3 separate regions of the Anas platyrhynchos genome follow, and regions 2 and 3 are each linked to region 1. A link is a contact called in public Hi-C data. All regions are on one chromosome and are shown on one strand. The core of a region is the stretch at or near the end of the contact, and the rest is flanking DNA. Distances in the headings are between cores, read along the strand shown.

What was found. A called contact is a pair of places that touch in the nucleus more often than the background predicts.
Region 2: a Hi-C map of subcutaneous adipose tissue shows a contact between it and region 1, with 3 times the contacts expected there. The contact joins the enhancer-like site here to the promoter of SDC1 in region 1. A contact is called at or near these places in 3 of 8 Hi-C or Micro-C datasets (F1 follicle, liver and subcutaneous adipose tissue).
Region 3: a contact with region 1 is called in a Hi-C map of subcutaneous adipose tissue, with 2.3 times the contacts expected there. The contact joins the promoter of LOC106015540 here to the promoter of SDC1 in region 1. A contact is called at or near these places in 6 of 8 Hi-C or Micro-C datasets (F1 follicle, F5 follicle, liver and 2 more).

What each region holds. Positions count from the first base shown.
Region 1 is chr3:110,723,216-110,727,763 of IASCAAS_PekinDuck_T2T, reverse strand. SDC1 (syndecan 1) reads left to right here and starts at 2,352. Exons shown (of 5, transcript XM_027455302.3): 1 at 2,352-2,667. The coding sequence starts at 2,608.
Region 2 is chr3:110,496,618-110,501,165 of IASCAAS_PekinDuck_T2T, reverse strand. It overlaps WDR35 (WD repeat domain 35), which reads left to right. Exons shown (of 27, transcript XM_027455277.3): 11 at 480-540. Among named protein-coding and RNA genes, the nearest start is that of WDR35, 15 kb to the left of the region's middle. Within about 2 kb of position 2,080, at least 1 of the 8 cell types and tissues checked has an H3K27ac peak or open chromatin away from gene starts, as enhancers often do.
Region 3 is chr3:110,583,192-110,587,739 of IASCAAS_PekinDuck_T2T, reverse strand. It overlaps LOC106015540, which reads left to right and starts at 2,077. Exons shown (of 12, transcript XM_072036479.1): 1 at 2,077-2,698. The coding sequence starts at 2,459.

The DNA.
Region 1 (4,548 bases), core at 1,103-3,602:
GATAGGTCCAGCACCTGGAAAGCCAGGCAGGCAGCTCCCACTGCTGCATGATGCTCACATTCACAGGGAATAAGATATGATGGCCTCTGCTGCAGAACACTGTGAAGAATGATGGTGGTTGCCCAACAGCAAGTCGCCATCCCAGCTCCCCCCCTTGCCTCCGGAAGCAGCAGGCTGGGTTCGTCCCCCGGCTGTGCTTCCCCTCTTCCCATGGCAGGACACAGTTCAAACCAGCCCCTTGTCCCCGGGGAGGCCGAGTTCAATTGGGCTACGCTGCTGGAAGCCCTTGATCCATTTCTGGGAAATCCCCACAGCTCCACTGTACTGGGCAGAGACAACCAACTCGTATCATCCCCTGAGTGCGGGGCTGCCAAGAAACTCCTTTCCATACAAGTCTCATCTGGCTTTTCAGCATGGAGCTCTTTTGACTGAAACCACAATACTTAGCATGCTTCAATGATCAAGCAGAGGGCACGGGAATGTCACTGAAAACACTTGGCTCCCAAACACAGCATTGTTCTTCCCCTTACCCCATTCACAGATCCTGACCAGAACATCCCAATCAAGCTTTAAATGTTTTCTAGCAAATCCAGCAAGCAGTACCACAGTGCTATTTGATCTCCCATCTCCCCGAACACACACGTGCACACACTCGCATGAAATCCATATGTCGCGAGGCCCTGCCAGCGCCTCTGCGCAGCTCACGGAGGCAGCCCTCATGGCAGCGTTTCCTCCATGTCCGAAAGCTTCCAGCACTGGATACAGCCCGGACAAAGTGGCCTCTGCCACACCAAAATAGCCGAGAAGGGTGATGAGGAGCTGAATGCTAATTGCCAGTCACACCATCGCAGCTGGGATGTCCCCTTGCTTGGACTTCACCACCCGCACGTGGAGCCCACCTCACCAGTGCTGCACTTCTGGGTGCCACCAGCTCCAGACATCTGTCAGCCTCCATCACCCCTCTGCCCTGCCGGGCACCCACATGCCCCCATAGTTTTTATTTTGCCTCCTCTCCCCACCCCACCTTGCCTTTCTGCCCCACCGCCTCATGCCCTGTGGCCATCTTGGCCACAAAGCCACAGCGGCGCCATCTTCTCCCCCGCAGCCCCAGTATGGGAGAGCGGAACATGGCGGCCGCGGCCCCGCTGAGGGAAAGGCGGCATGGCAGGGGCTGTTCCGAGGAACGCTGCATGAGCAATATAAGAGAGAGGGAAAGAAAGCGAGCTAATTAAAGACACGTGATAAAATCATGAGAGTTTTAGCCACATTGAATATCCAATTAGGTCTATTAGCCTTTGGGCCACAGCTGCGGAAAGGGATCCTCAGTCTGGCAGAGGTTGGCGGTCCCCTTCCAACACCCGCCTGAGGGCCCTGAGAGACACCAGAAGCGCTGATTGCAGCTCTTTTTTGTGTGCCCACCCCCCATTCGTCCTAGGACAGCACAGCCCCATGGCCACTAGCTTGGCCGCGTCCCTCCTCCATCCCGGCCACCCCACAGGCACGCGGTGCCCATTGACAGTGCCACCAGTGTGCACTCCCAACAGCACTATTAGCTCTTAAAAAGTGTTTTTAATTCATTCCTTTTTTTTTTTTTTTTTTTTTTAAAGTCTGTGCAGACATTTGCTTGCATTGTTTATAGCCAACACTCCAGCGTGTGCTGGCACACACACACAAAGGCAAAAAGAAAAACAACCCGACAACTGAATGGACTGGGAGCAAACAGGAACTGCAGCCCCGGCCGTGAGAGCGGGGTAATAAAACTCGGCCCGTGCTGTATTTTGTGCAGGGTTATTGCCTGCTCTGCTTGCACGATCAACAGCGAGACGTGCAAAGAGCACAGGAGAGCGCGCAACTTGCTTGTAACTCTGCACGGCCAGGCAGGAAGGGGCTTCTTTGAAAGCAGCCCTTCATGCCGCAGACCCAAAGCAGCATTTTTTTAACCCCATTTTACCCCTTTGGAAACCCTGTCCCAACAGCAGCAGCAGCACGACCCAATCCCCACTTCTTTTTTCAGGGGAAAAAAAAACAAAACACAGAAAAACAGAAAGGGGGGTGAAGGGGCACAATAGCATCGTTCCCACCGCGGGAAGGGAAGGGAGGGCTTTCAAACTTCTCCTTATTTTTAGCCAGGAGGAAGGAAGCACGGCGGCGGCGGAGGAAATCGGGGAAGGGCGATGCGAGGGGAGCGGAGGCTCCGGGATGGGGGGGGACCGGCGGAGGGCGGCCGGGGGCTGGCGGCGCAGGTAGCGCGGGGGCGGGCAGCGCCGGGCCGGGCCGGGCCGAGCCGGGCCGGGGCAGGGCTGGGCTGGGCTGGGCTGGGGCCGGCGCGGGGAGCCGAGGGGAGGGGAGCCGAGGGGAGGCGGAGCCGGCCGGGGGGTGGCCGTAAGGTGAAGGTTGTTGCAGTGGGTTCATTAAAAGACAGAGTTCAACTCCTCGCCGCCGCAGAGAGAGCACGAGAGCGGCTGGGGAAGGGAGGGTGAGAGGAGAAAAAGAAGGAAAAAAAAAAAAAAAAGGAAAAAAAGAAAAATATTGAAGAGTGAAAACCGGCAGGTCTTTCTTCGAGCGTACTCCGAGAGGAAAGGGCAGTGCCGAGCCCGAGGAGGAAGGATGATCGGCGCGGCGGCCGTGTGGCTGCTGGCGCTCTGCCTGCACGCTGCTGCCCTCCCGGTGAGCCCGGCGGCGGGGGGCTGCGGGGCTGGGGGGCGCTGCCTCGGCCGGCCGGGCCGGGCTGCTGCTTTGGGAGGGGATTCAATGGCCTTTTGTGCTGGCGGGAGCCTTAATTCAAAGCAGCCCCGCTGCTGCTGCTGCTGCTGCTGCTCCCGACCTGCCGGCGGCTCCGCCCCGCTGCGAGGCTCCGAGCACGCCGCGGCCACCCGCTGGCTCCCCCCTTGGGCTCTCGGGGCTGGGGGTGAGCCTCGCATCGGGCTCTTTGTGGTTTGGGAGGTCCCTTTGTGGACCTCTTTCTGGCCCGGGCAGCGGGTGGCGGTGTCCTGCTGGGGATCCGGAGCCTCCTGGGGCCGTCCCCGGCTCGCTGTGCTCTTCCTCCCAACTCCGGAGCTCCAGGAGGGGCTCCGTGCCCCGGGCAGCTCGGGGGGGAGGAGGCCCGGTGGGGCTGCAGCCTCGGAAAGCCCCGGCTCCCTGCCGCAGCAGCAGCCGCCAGATGTCATCCGCGACTAGAGGAGAGGACGGCTGGCCCGGCGCTGCCCGGCGGGGCTCTGGCCGCAGCAGCCTCAGCTCCTCGTGTGGGAGCTCTCCGGGTGGTTTGTGAGGGGTGGGAGCCCTGCTTGGCACCCCCCGAGGGGCACACAGCCACCCTTTCCTCGCACCGTGAAGGGTGCTCGCTCCCCAGGTGCTCGCATGCATCGTTTGGGAGCCCTCAGCCCCGCCGAGCAGCGGGGAGCAAGCAGAACCTGAGGCTTCGCGTGGGCAGGAGCACGCGAATCAAAGCACGCTTCCCTTTTTTATTTTATTTCGTTCAGAAAAGGTGTAATTGATTTGAAACTGGTCTGGAGACGATCTGCAGCGGTAGTTGGATAAGGAGTGGCAGAACAAAGTGCACAGCAGGACCGAGGCCGCTCAAAATACCTGCGGTTTTGCTGTGCTGTCCTGCCTGTGAGCTCTGCCCGTAGATGTGGCCATCCAGCCGGCTAGCACACATGGTCCTGAGTAGTTAGTCCGTGAGGTGGCCAAAAATGACAAGCACGTGAGCGTAATCAGCCCTGCCTCGTGGGGAGAGGGCTCTGCTCGTCACTGCTGAACGAGCTTGCTAATGAATAACGTGGAAAAACTGCAGTTTACTTGCAGCCTCTGCAGCGCGTTTGGATAAAATTACCCAGTGATAAATGTTTCTTATTAGAAATGGTAAAGGCATGCAGTGAACGCTCGTCTGGAGTTTTCCTGTGCGTGGGGAGACGGCCTGGCTGATGCTTCAGGTTGAGGGAGGTCCTGGTGAGCAAGAGGAGTCCTCGGGGCTCTCTCGGTGGTGACTCAGCGCTGAGGCTGGTTCCCTCCTGGGCATCACGTGGCCGCCTTCCCATGTCGAAATGTCAGTGACACAGATGAGGCTGCCTTTCCCACCCAGCTGGAGCAATTAGGCTTTAGCATCAAGTGGCTGTGCTGGGTGTTGAGTGGAGAAAGCAGAGTGACCTTACGCAGCCCTTTGCATGTGGCAGGTCACGGCATTAAGGGTGCTGGTGTGGGTGTGCTGGGCTCTTGGTGGTTGGTTATAGGAGGGTGTCCCACTGCCTCTGGCACATGGCTTGACCCTTGGCTATTACTGCAGGACTTAACTAAGCAGCAGGAACAAGAATGTGGCCAAATTATAGCTGTTTTCTTTCAGAGCATTCTTAAGAGAATGAATAGTTGTGGGTTCCTTTCCTTCCTCAAGATAACACTTTGCTACTCAAACATCCCATATGAGATTAAAATTCCTCTTTGAAACGATGGGGGCATTGAATTTCTTGAAATAAGAAGGCTGATGCATTTTAATGGATTAGCTTGGTTGTTGTCCCAAAGGGATGTTTCTGTGGGATATAGCCCTGCCGCAAA
Region 2 (4,548 bases), core at 831-3,330, 230 kb after region 1:
CTGGCGAGATGGCCGGTTGCAGTTTATCAGATTATCCTTTGCATATACAGCTAGGCAAGAGTTGAGTTGCTGAATAAATGCTAGTGTATTGCTCATGCTAGTAAATAATGTCAGTGCAGCGTGTGCTCCACAGAGCAGGGAGTGAGGCTGGCTGTGTCACCAGCACGTTGTCTGTGGACCCCACTGGCGGTACATCCTACCTAGTGTATGTCGTCTGATTGACTTGCTCCTGTGCTTAAAACAGCTGGTTGTTTTCCTGCTTCGTGCTTGGCTTTGTTTATAGTGTTAATTGGCAAATACCACGCTACTATCATGTAAGCATCTTTGTATTTACTGCAGCCATAGTCCTTCTGTTTTGTGTTGCTGATCAGTGTTAGGTTGTGTGAAATGTGGGATATGCCTTCACAGACAGCCTTGTACAGCTTACTAATTTACAGAAACATGTGCTGTTAATAATACTTATGTTTATTTCCCTACAGTATGTGCTGGTTCTCTGTAATTCTATTGGTACTCCCTTGGACCCAAAATATATTGATATTGGTAAGCAATTTGCAACACTCACTGTTCATTTTTTTGGTAATAGCAGGAGGAAATCAGCCTTGAGTCAAATACACATATTGCAAAATTCATGTCCTATATTGTAGACTGTAATTAAAATGTAAAGTATTCTGCTCTGATAAATGACTTCCTTGTCCTATGGAATGGGTATGAAATGCTGTGGTATTTTTTAGTCTCATAATTGAGATGACACTAAATGAGAAGATAATTTTAGTCACATCAATTTGATTCCCTCTTGCCACCTTTTACAAGCGTGGTGTTACATCAGAATCTTCAGGAATAAAATGCTCAGGAAATTCAATACACAAATTTTACAGTGGATGGATTGGAAAAAAATAAACAACCGAGAACTGAAGTTAGTGGATATGGTGGTGATGTGCATGGGTTGTTGTGTGGTGTCTCCCCACCCTTGTGCCCCATAAGATGTCTGTATTGCTTACTAGTCTCCTGGACTTCCTTGACAGGTGGGATTGGGCTGAGGGGAGGAGGAATTAGGGACTCATAGGGCACATTTTAACTCATTTTACAGCTGTCATCTAAAATAAGTTGCATGAATCATTCCTGAAAGAGGCCTGTTCCCTCTGCATTGGATACAAAGAAGCCCAGGGCAACCAGCTCTTCTCTGTCAGAGATATCTAAAATTAGATGAGATGATCCCACTCAAACAGTTAAAATTAGCTTTGTGTGTACATCTCTAACTCTGCTTTTAAACTTTCAATTTTCTTGTGTTCTGTTTATGTGAGCTTTCTAAATCTATCTGTGATTGTTTATAATGTCAATAAATAAAATTAAGGTAGCAGTTTCTTTGTTTTCCCCCATTACTACCTGTCTCCTACAACCATCTCTACAAAACAATCTTTTCCAGTGGTTGAAGACAGTTAGAGAAATGACACTTAAGAGTTACAGTTGTTGCAACAGCATTTGAATTTTCCTGAGGAGATGAAACAATCTGGAAGAAGCTTCTCTCTTTCCTTTAGCTTAATTAAGTTGTCCATAATCTGCTACCGTTCCCTCTGGTGTTAGACGATTTAGTACATAGGCTGACAACGCTCTCTGCTAGTGTAAGTTCATGTGTGAAAATCCTTACAGTCTTCATCCTCACAGAAGGATAAATACTTGAGGTTAGGACTATTTGCATTCTTGAGGAATCCTGAAGAATTTTTATAGTTTCAGTAGTTCAGATGTAACAAGCAAGTCTTTCATTTGCATATAGCAACCACAGCCAAAGATTCAACTTTATTTTTAATACATACATCCTGTAAGACTTTAAAAGTAAGCCCACCAAACTTAGAGAAGGGATTGAAGGTAAAGTGAAAAGCCAAAGTGTAAGTTCAAACGCTTTCAGAAGACATTGTGTTGGTTTTATCATAGTTGCTTTCCTTTGTTGTTCCGTTATGGAACAACTTGAAATATTTTCCTGGCACAAACTGACCTTACGCGATATAGGTATTTGTATGCAGTCCAAGTCTGCACATACAGTATACTGCACTGTTTGTCACAGTGCTTCTTGGTAGCAGAAGGTATAATTGTTCCAGTTGGACAGGGTGCTGAACTTAAGCAGCTGGCTTGCCTTGTTAAGGACAGTATAGAGCAGAGACCTTGCACAACTTTGAAGGCTGTAACTTAACTCCCTGTTTTTTTCCCCACTTTGTTCATAACTTATAAGAAAATAATTATAACCTTGTCGATAAATGAAGAAAATCAGCTTTTACATTAATTATAATTATTTCATCAGGTGAGAATAATTACTCATAAGATATAAGCGCTATGAAAACAAAATTAACATATCTCTTACCCATGATTATTGGAGAGATGGTTTTGACTTGTGAAAAATATGCTGTCTGTGAAAATCTTGTTTCTTTTCTTTCCAAAACAATTTTTCATTTTTTAATGAAGGAATAAATCTCTGCCTTTAGTTCAGAAAATAATTTGTTAACTTGTTTTGAGCTCTTCTTTAAAAATTATAAGTACCATCTTTCATATATGTTTAAAAATGCTGATATTGACACCTTATTTAATTTGATTTATTTGATCTTTCACAAATGTTTGTGAAAAATGCCTTCCCATGTGATAGGAAGTTCCTTAACAGACCACTTGGTATTTCTGTGCTCCTGCTTACTTACTGCTCCTCTTAAGTGAGTGCTCTTGACTCCTGTGAGTCTAAACTATATTTTATGATTGTGTTGATTATTGCATACTGAACAGAAAGTATCTTTGGCTTTTCCAGACTGCCTCTTGTTGAAATAGTGAACACCTGATGCTCTACTGAGCATAAAGATTTTACTTCTCCTTGAGTCTTCAGTGTCCTGCAGGACTCTTGGGCTGCAACTTGGTAGGAAATTGATAGTGGAGAAAAAAAAGACTGCTAATCAAGGGATGTTAAGTAGCTGACAAAGCATTTGAATTATGTGTCTGAGAATGTGTGTTAAAACACAATTTGTATGCATTGTTAATTCTTATAATATCTTATTAAATTGTTTCAAAAAGTGATCTCCTAGTGATAAGGTAACTGACAGTGTGTAATGTTTGATTTGTCCTCAGGAGATGCAAATCTTACATTGTTTGGCTCAAAACCCAGTAGTTTAAGAAGGACTAACAAAAACTCGGATTATTCCCTTTATTCTGATAAATTATTAATTATGTCATTACCTTCCTAATGTTTACTTTTGCTAATGGTGGCTAAAAGGGATTAATCGGTCATTATGTGGTGGAAGGTTATTACTTTGTCCTTATTCTTTCTGTAGACACTGATTGATGGTTACACCTTAAAGCCCTACCTCATTTTCCTCTTTATTTTGTCCAAAGCATCTTTCTTCCTTTGTTTGCCGTGCTGTGTTAATAGCGTCCTCCAGAATAGCTAGTGTTTGCTAGCCTATAAATTAAACCTTTTTTAATTGTCTAGCATAATATCCCATCCTACAAAGGTACAAAAATTAACCAACACTTCCTTCTGTGCTTGTTTCACAGGCTTACAGACCTTTTGTCAAAGTCCTTTCACGAGTAACTAAACATAAATTACAGGAGGTTAAATATCTTCTTATATAATATATTTTTAACGGAAACAACAGATGGTATCTGCTAAGAAAATGTCACTCGGGCTGGATTATGTCATCTTACACATGCTTAGGAGCATTGACAGTTAAGTGTTATCTTTCACACGTGTATTAGTGCCCAGTGAAATGAATAAAACGGGCTTCTCAGCATATGGGCAGACTAGAGGCAGAGAGCTGAAGGAGACATGGCCTTGCTGTGATAGAACAGAATAGTTCACTTGGAAGGGACCTTCAAAGATCCAGTCCAACTGCCGGGCCACTTCAGGGCTAACCAGAAGTTAAACAATCTTAATGAGGGCATCATCCAAATGCCTTCTGAACGCTGGGTGTCAACCACCTCTGTCTTGCCTCCCTCCTAGCCACTTTAACAAGGGTGGCTGAGCTACATGTGAAACAGCACTTGAGTTGCTTTCACTTACAGTTGGTCATTTTAAAGTTGATCATTTTTGCAAGTGAATTGTAGAATTTCTTAGCGTTCTGTAAACTGTGGTAATTCAGGAGTTGTTCTGTGTGCAGTTCAGTTGTCCCTGCTGTTGCCCGATATTTTCTTCTCTACGTGTCTCTCCTCTAGAGACATTTGAATGAAGCTCTAAAATTAGGTAGATCTTACTGTTTGGCCTGAGTTGGTTCCAGTTTTCAGGATTTTGCAGCTATAACAGAGGCTTGTGTGAAAACATAGTTTACTCCTGTGTGTCGCTGTCAGATCACTTCCTTTCCATCAGATTTAGGTGGGATTACTTGTCTCTCTCATGTTTGTATATCCTATTCCATACAATAAAAAGTATCTCGGCTTTTTCATGCAGTAAAGTACTATAGTCACAGATAGTGTATTTTCCCTCTACTATTTTTTAAGAAGATTAGACATGAAAGTGGGTGTTCTCTCACTGTTTCTTGGATATCTAAGAAAATAAAGCTGCTTTCTTTGAGGGAAGAGGTG
Region 3 (4,548 bases), core at 828-3,327, 140 kb after region 1:
GGCACTTCTCTTAGCTACATTGGGTGAATCCTTAAGTCTCTTGCAAACACACTAAGCCAAGATCTTGTAATTTCTATGAAATATTATTAAAATAATTTTGTTCCTTGTTCTTTTCTTTTTTCTCCACAATTTTTCATTTTTTTCAATATACAATAAAAATTAAAAATAGAAATAAAAGTATATGTTTTAATTTTGGCTAGAAAACTCTGCTTTTTGTAGAATGAAAACTCTTGCTCAAAACAACACTTTTGCTTTTTTTTTTTTTTTTTAATTGTAATCTCTTTTATCACAAGACTAGATAGACACAGAAAAAGTCCCAAAGCCTGCCTTAATCATTTCAGCGCCTCAAAAGACTAACTCCACATGCATAACCAGGCAGATTCAAATATGGTCCATCAGGCACTGAGGAGTGAATCTATTTTACCAGTGTACGGCAGTGCTGTTTGATTTGTGACAAATAGGTGGTTCCGGCTCCTGATTATTGGGCTGCCTTTCTGAGCCTGAGTGGAGAATAACTTCCTATCAGACTTTTGCCATTAGTTTCAGTCATGCCTAAATAGAAAAATATTTTCTTGGGCTTGCAATAAAATTTCAGGCTTTCCATATAACATGGCATCATGATAACTTGTGCTATTTTCATAGACCAATGCTGTAAGGGAGATGCTGTCAGATAAGCCCATATTAATATTAGAAAAAGATCTAATATGGTGATGCTTTTCTTTGATGATAAATGCAATTGCAGGCCAGCCACAGTAATTGTCTTTATTTTGTGGGGAAAAAAAATAGAAAGAAATAGTGCAAGGCAGTAATCTCACAGTCAATTAAGCAATGCTGAGTCCTGAAATGGTCTTTCAGTTTACATTTCCCTGCCAAAAAGAAAAAATAATTACTTTACATGCACTAGAATAATGATATTTATTTATGATCTGAGGTATAGATTGTATGCTTTGTAATAGTTCAGATCTGAAGATACACAGATTCATTTTAGGAACAGAGAGATCAAGACAGCATAACATTAAAAAACAAATATCAAATTAAAATGTCATAAAAGTAATAATTTAACTCCCAGCTTTTCACTTCAGAGGAAGACCCCATCTCGGGCGGCTTTGCGCAGGACTGCTCAGTCATCATTTTATGGCTCCAGACAGGTACAAGATAGGTATATTCCTGTAAGATATCAGTATTGGGGCTAGGAATAGAAAAACTGACATTTTGGAGGCTTCAGACTGTGATATCAGTCAGTGCTGAACACCAGACTTGAGATCAGCAGGACGAGAGAGGCAGTCAGAGGACAGGTAATCTGGGGGATCCATGTTTAAATGGGACCTTCCAATCCCAACAATAGTCCTTCAAGTACCACCATACCCCTGTGTCCCTTTCCTGTGCATTTAGTATTTCTCCTTTCTTCCCATAGAAAGGAGAAATTCCCTTTTCTTCTTCCCATAACACCTTCTCCACCTTCCAGTGGGAAGTGTCCCTGCCCATGGCAGGGCAGTTGGAACTGGAAGATCTTTAAGGTCCCTTCCAACCCAAAGCATTCTGTGGTGCACTTTTAAAACCTAAACCTGCTCAGAACCAACAAGAATTAGACCCAGGACACGCAAATATTTAGTCTTTCTTCCCTGAGGCATGGATAATTCAATGGAAGGGTCACTAACGAGCTTTCCCCTCTTGCTTCCTTGCACTGGTACACGTTGGGCTGACCGTTTGCCAGGGTCAGTCTGAGCATGGAGCAGTGCTCAGGAGACAGAAATCTGTGGGGAAAAAAAAACAGCTGTGAAATAAAGCTATGACAGAGAAAAGCCATTCCCTTTTTAACTTCTTCTCTGTGCTGGATGCAACGAATGCAGCTTTTTATGCTGTTCTACGTAAATAAGATTTAACTACTGTCTTCTTGTGTAGGCCAGGCTCAGAGACACGCTTCGAGGTAGGGGCTCATCGTGTTCCCCCCGTGCTGTTCACTTCTTAGCCCTCAGGAGCCGTCCCTTTAGCTTGGCCAAGACAAAATACAACTTGTCACTTTAAAAGCAGCTCTGCCACCTTGAAAAACGCGACTTTCTGAGACTATCGCCCGCATTTACACATCAGGCGTGTGGAGAAATTTCTCCTCGGAGCAAAGCAGAGAGGCGTGCGGTTTGAGGCACTCTGCGTAGCCGTAATAAGCGTTTATTTCTCTGAGGATCGCTGCTAGATGAGAACTCATCATCTCTCGTAACCATCACGGGGAGGCTGCTCGATAACGAGACCAAGCGACACATCTGCCGGGACCGTCGCCTGCCATTTATTTCCCTCAGACGAGATTAATTCCGCGCGGCGACCTCCTTCCCCCACCCACCCCAGCCCCTCCAACACACGCTCCCCGGCTTCCAGCCCCTTCCACCGGGGCCAGGGGCCGCAGCCCGGCTCCCTTTCAGCCTGCTGGGCTCCGGCTGCCCGGCGGGGAGCCGTGCCGGGGGCCATGCTGGTGCCGGCGCTGGGCGCCGAGGAGCCGGGGCTGGCGGAGGGCCGGGGCCCCATGGCCGCCCTGCCCGCCCTGCTCTGGCCGCTGCTGGCCCTGGGGGCGGCGGCGGCGGCGCTGCTGCTCCGCAGGGGGCTGCGCCGAGGCCCAGCCACCGAGGAGAAGGAGGAGGAGGAGGAAGAGGAGGAGGAGGAGGAAGAGCCCAGACAGCAGCGGGAGGATGCGAGGAGCTCGGCGCAGGTAAGGGAGGTGGAGGGGGGCATGAAGCGTGCTGCCCGGCGGCACCCCCCTCCGGCAGCTTTCCCTCTCGACTCATCCCTTTGGGGGGCTGGGGTTCATCCAGAGACCCCCGGGGCAGGAGAAGCTCCCCTGGGGAGAGAGAAGCCCCCCTGGGGCAGGAGAAGCTCCCCTGGGGGGCACCGAGCTCCCCACCGAGCTCCCCCCTCAGCTCCGGGTGCAGCACCCCGGGGTGCTGCCCGCCTGTCTGGCTCCACACGGGCTTCATCCCTCCTGCAAAGAATTAAGAAACTCCAGATAATGCCCGCCACAGCGCGACGGAGGACATCGGCAGAGTCCCTCTGCCCTGTTGTTAATAAAGAATACTAATTATTTGCCTTTACTCTCAATCAGAGCTTCATTACGACTGCATTAATACATGGTAGTAGATGCAAGGTGCATTAATGACCGCTGGCCATTGATGACCACCTTGCTGCGTGTACGTTGAGGGTTTGATGCGATGTGCTGTGATGAAGTTTCCGTATGACATTGTCACGGTTGGCTGTGTCTCTTTGACTTGCTGCAAGCAGCAGAAAATCGAAGCAAAAATTACCAAAAAAAAAATCACACACTGGGATATTGCGGTATGGAAAGCAAGGTAAGTTCTCAGGAGAACACACTGAGCAGAAGTAAGTCTATTTAAAATGAATACATCAAGCATTTCCAACACTTGTACCTGTTACTATATCTTCTATCTTTTTCTTCTGAGATAGGCAAAACAAAATGAATTTGCAAGGCTTTTTTTTTTAGGTGGGCTATAAAATAAGTGGTTTTGTTCTTCATGACTTCAAATGTGTCAGGCTTCCCATCATAACACTAGTTTTCAGGGGTTTATTACTTTGCCATAGAAATTCAATTTTTTATTTTTATTTTTTATTTTTTTGGTTTTTCATCACTGTGAGCAGAACCTCGGCCTGACAGCATACACATCCTTGAATTAGTGAAGAGCAATTAAATGAAACAGCAGTCCTCATAGACCTAGCTGTGTCAAGGGATGAAGAAGGATTTCAGAAACAATTTAATTATGGTTTTATAATCATTGATACTACTTAACTGTAGAACAAGTTAAGATTTTGCAGAGCCAATGAAATGAAAAAGGCAGGCTTGTCCTCCCATGACAGTACCCCGTCCTTTCTTTCTCTTCTCTGCTTTTTACTGTTTCCTTTTCCTCACCCCTCATCTCCACTGCTCCTTGTCATTTCCCATCACGTTATCTCTGTCTTTGGAACATCATATCCTCGAGGCAAAAACTTTATCTCCTTATGTAAGTGTAAAACACTGCATACTGCTTTGGCACTTAGCTGATGCAAGAATGCCAGAAGAGCAGAACACCTTTAAGATGCCAAAATTTGCCTCCGAAAATCTCTACTGACATAGCATCAGAAAGGGTATTAATAGCAGAGTATTCAGTTCAGAGATGTGGCCAATACCAAAACCCAGGGTGTGCAGGTATTGCAGGGTGGGAGCCCCTCGCTGCTAGGTACGAAGCCAAGAGACAAATCGCCTCCGGTGCTCAGGTGTGTTGATACATCCCAGCAGCCAAACATCTGCATATCCTGGAGTGGTGGATAAGTTGAGATCTTAATTAAAAGAAACTAGGTGGTTAATTATTTTTTCAGTTTAGGAATGTGTTTTTGCTGGTGATTCCCAGCCGCTGCCCCATGGGTGGGCTGTGAGACTACCTCTGCGGGGCATCTGCGCTTACAGGGCTGCAGGTCCCTCCGATGTTGATGCTGGGCTGATCTCCTCTTCTGCAGGCAGAGGACACCCCCATGGCAATGGGCAACCAACACTGGCCCAGGGTGCCTCTGCAG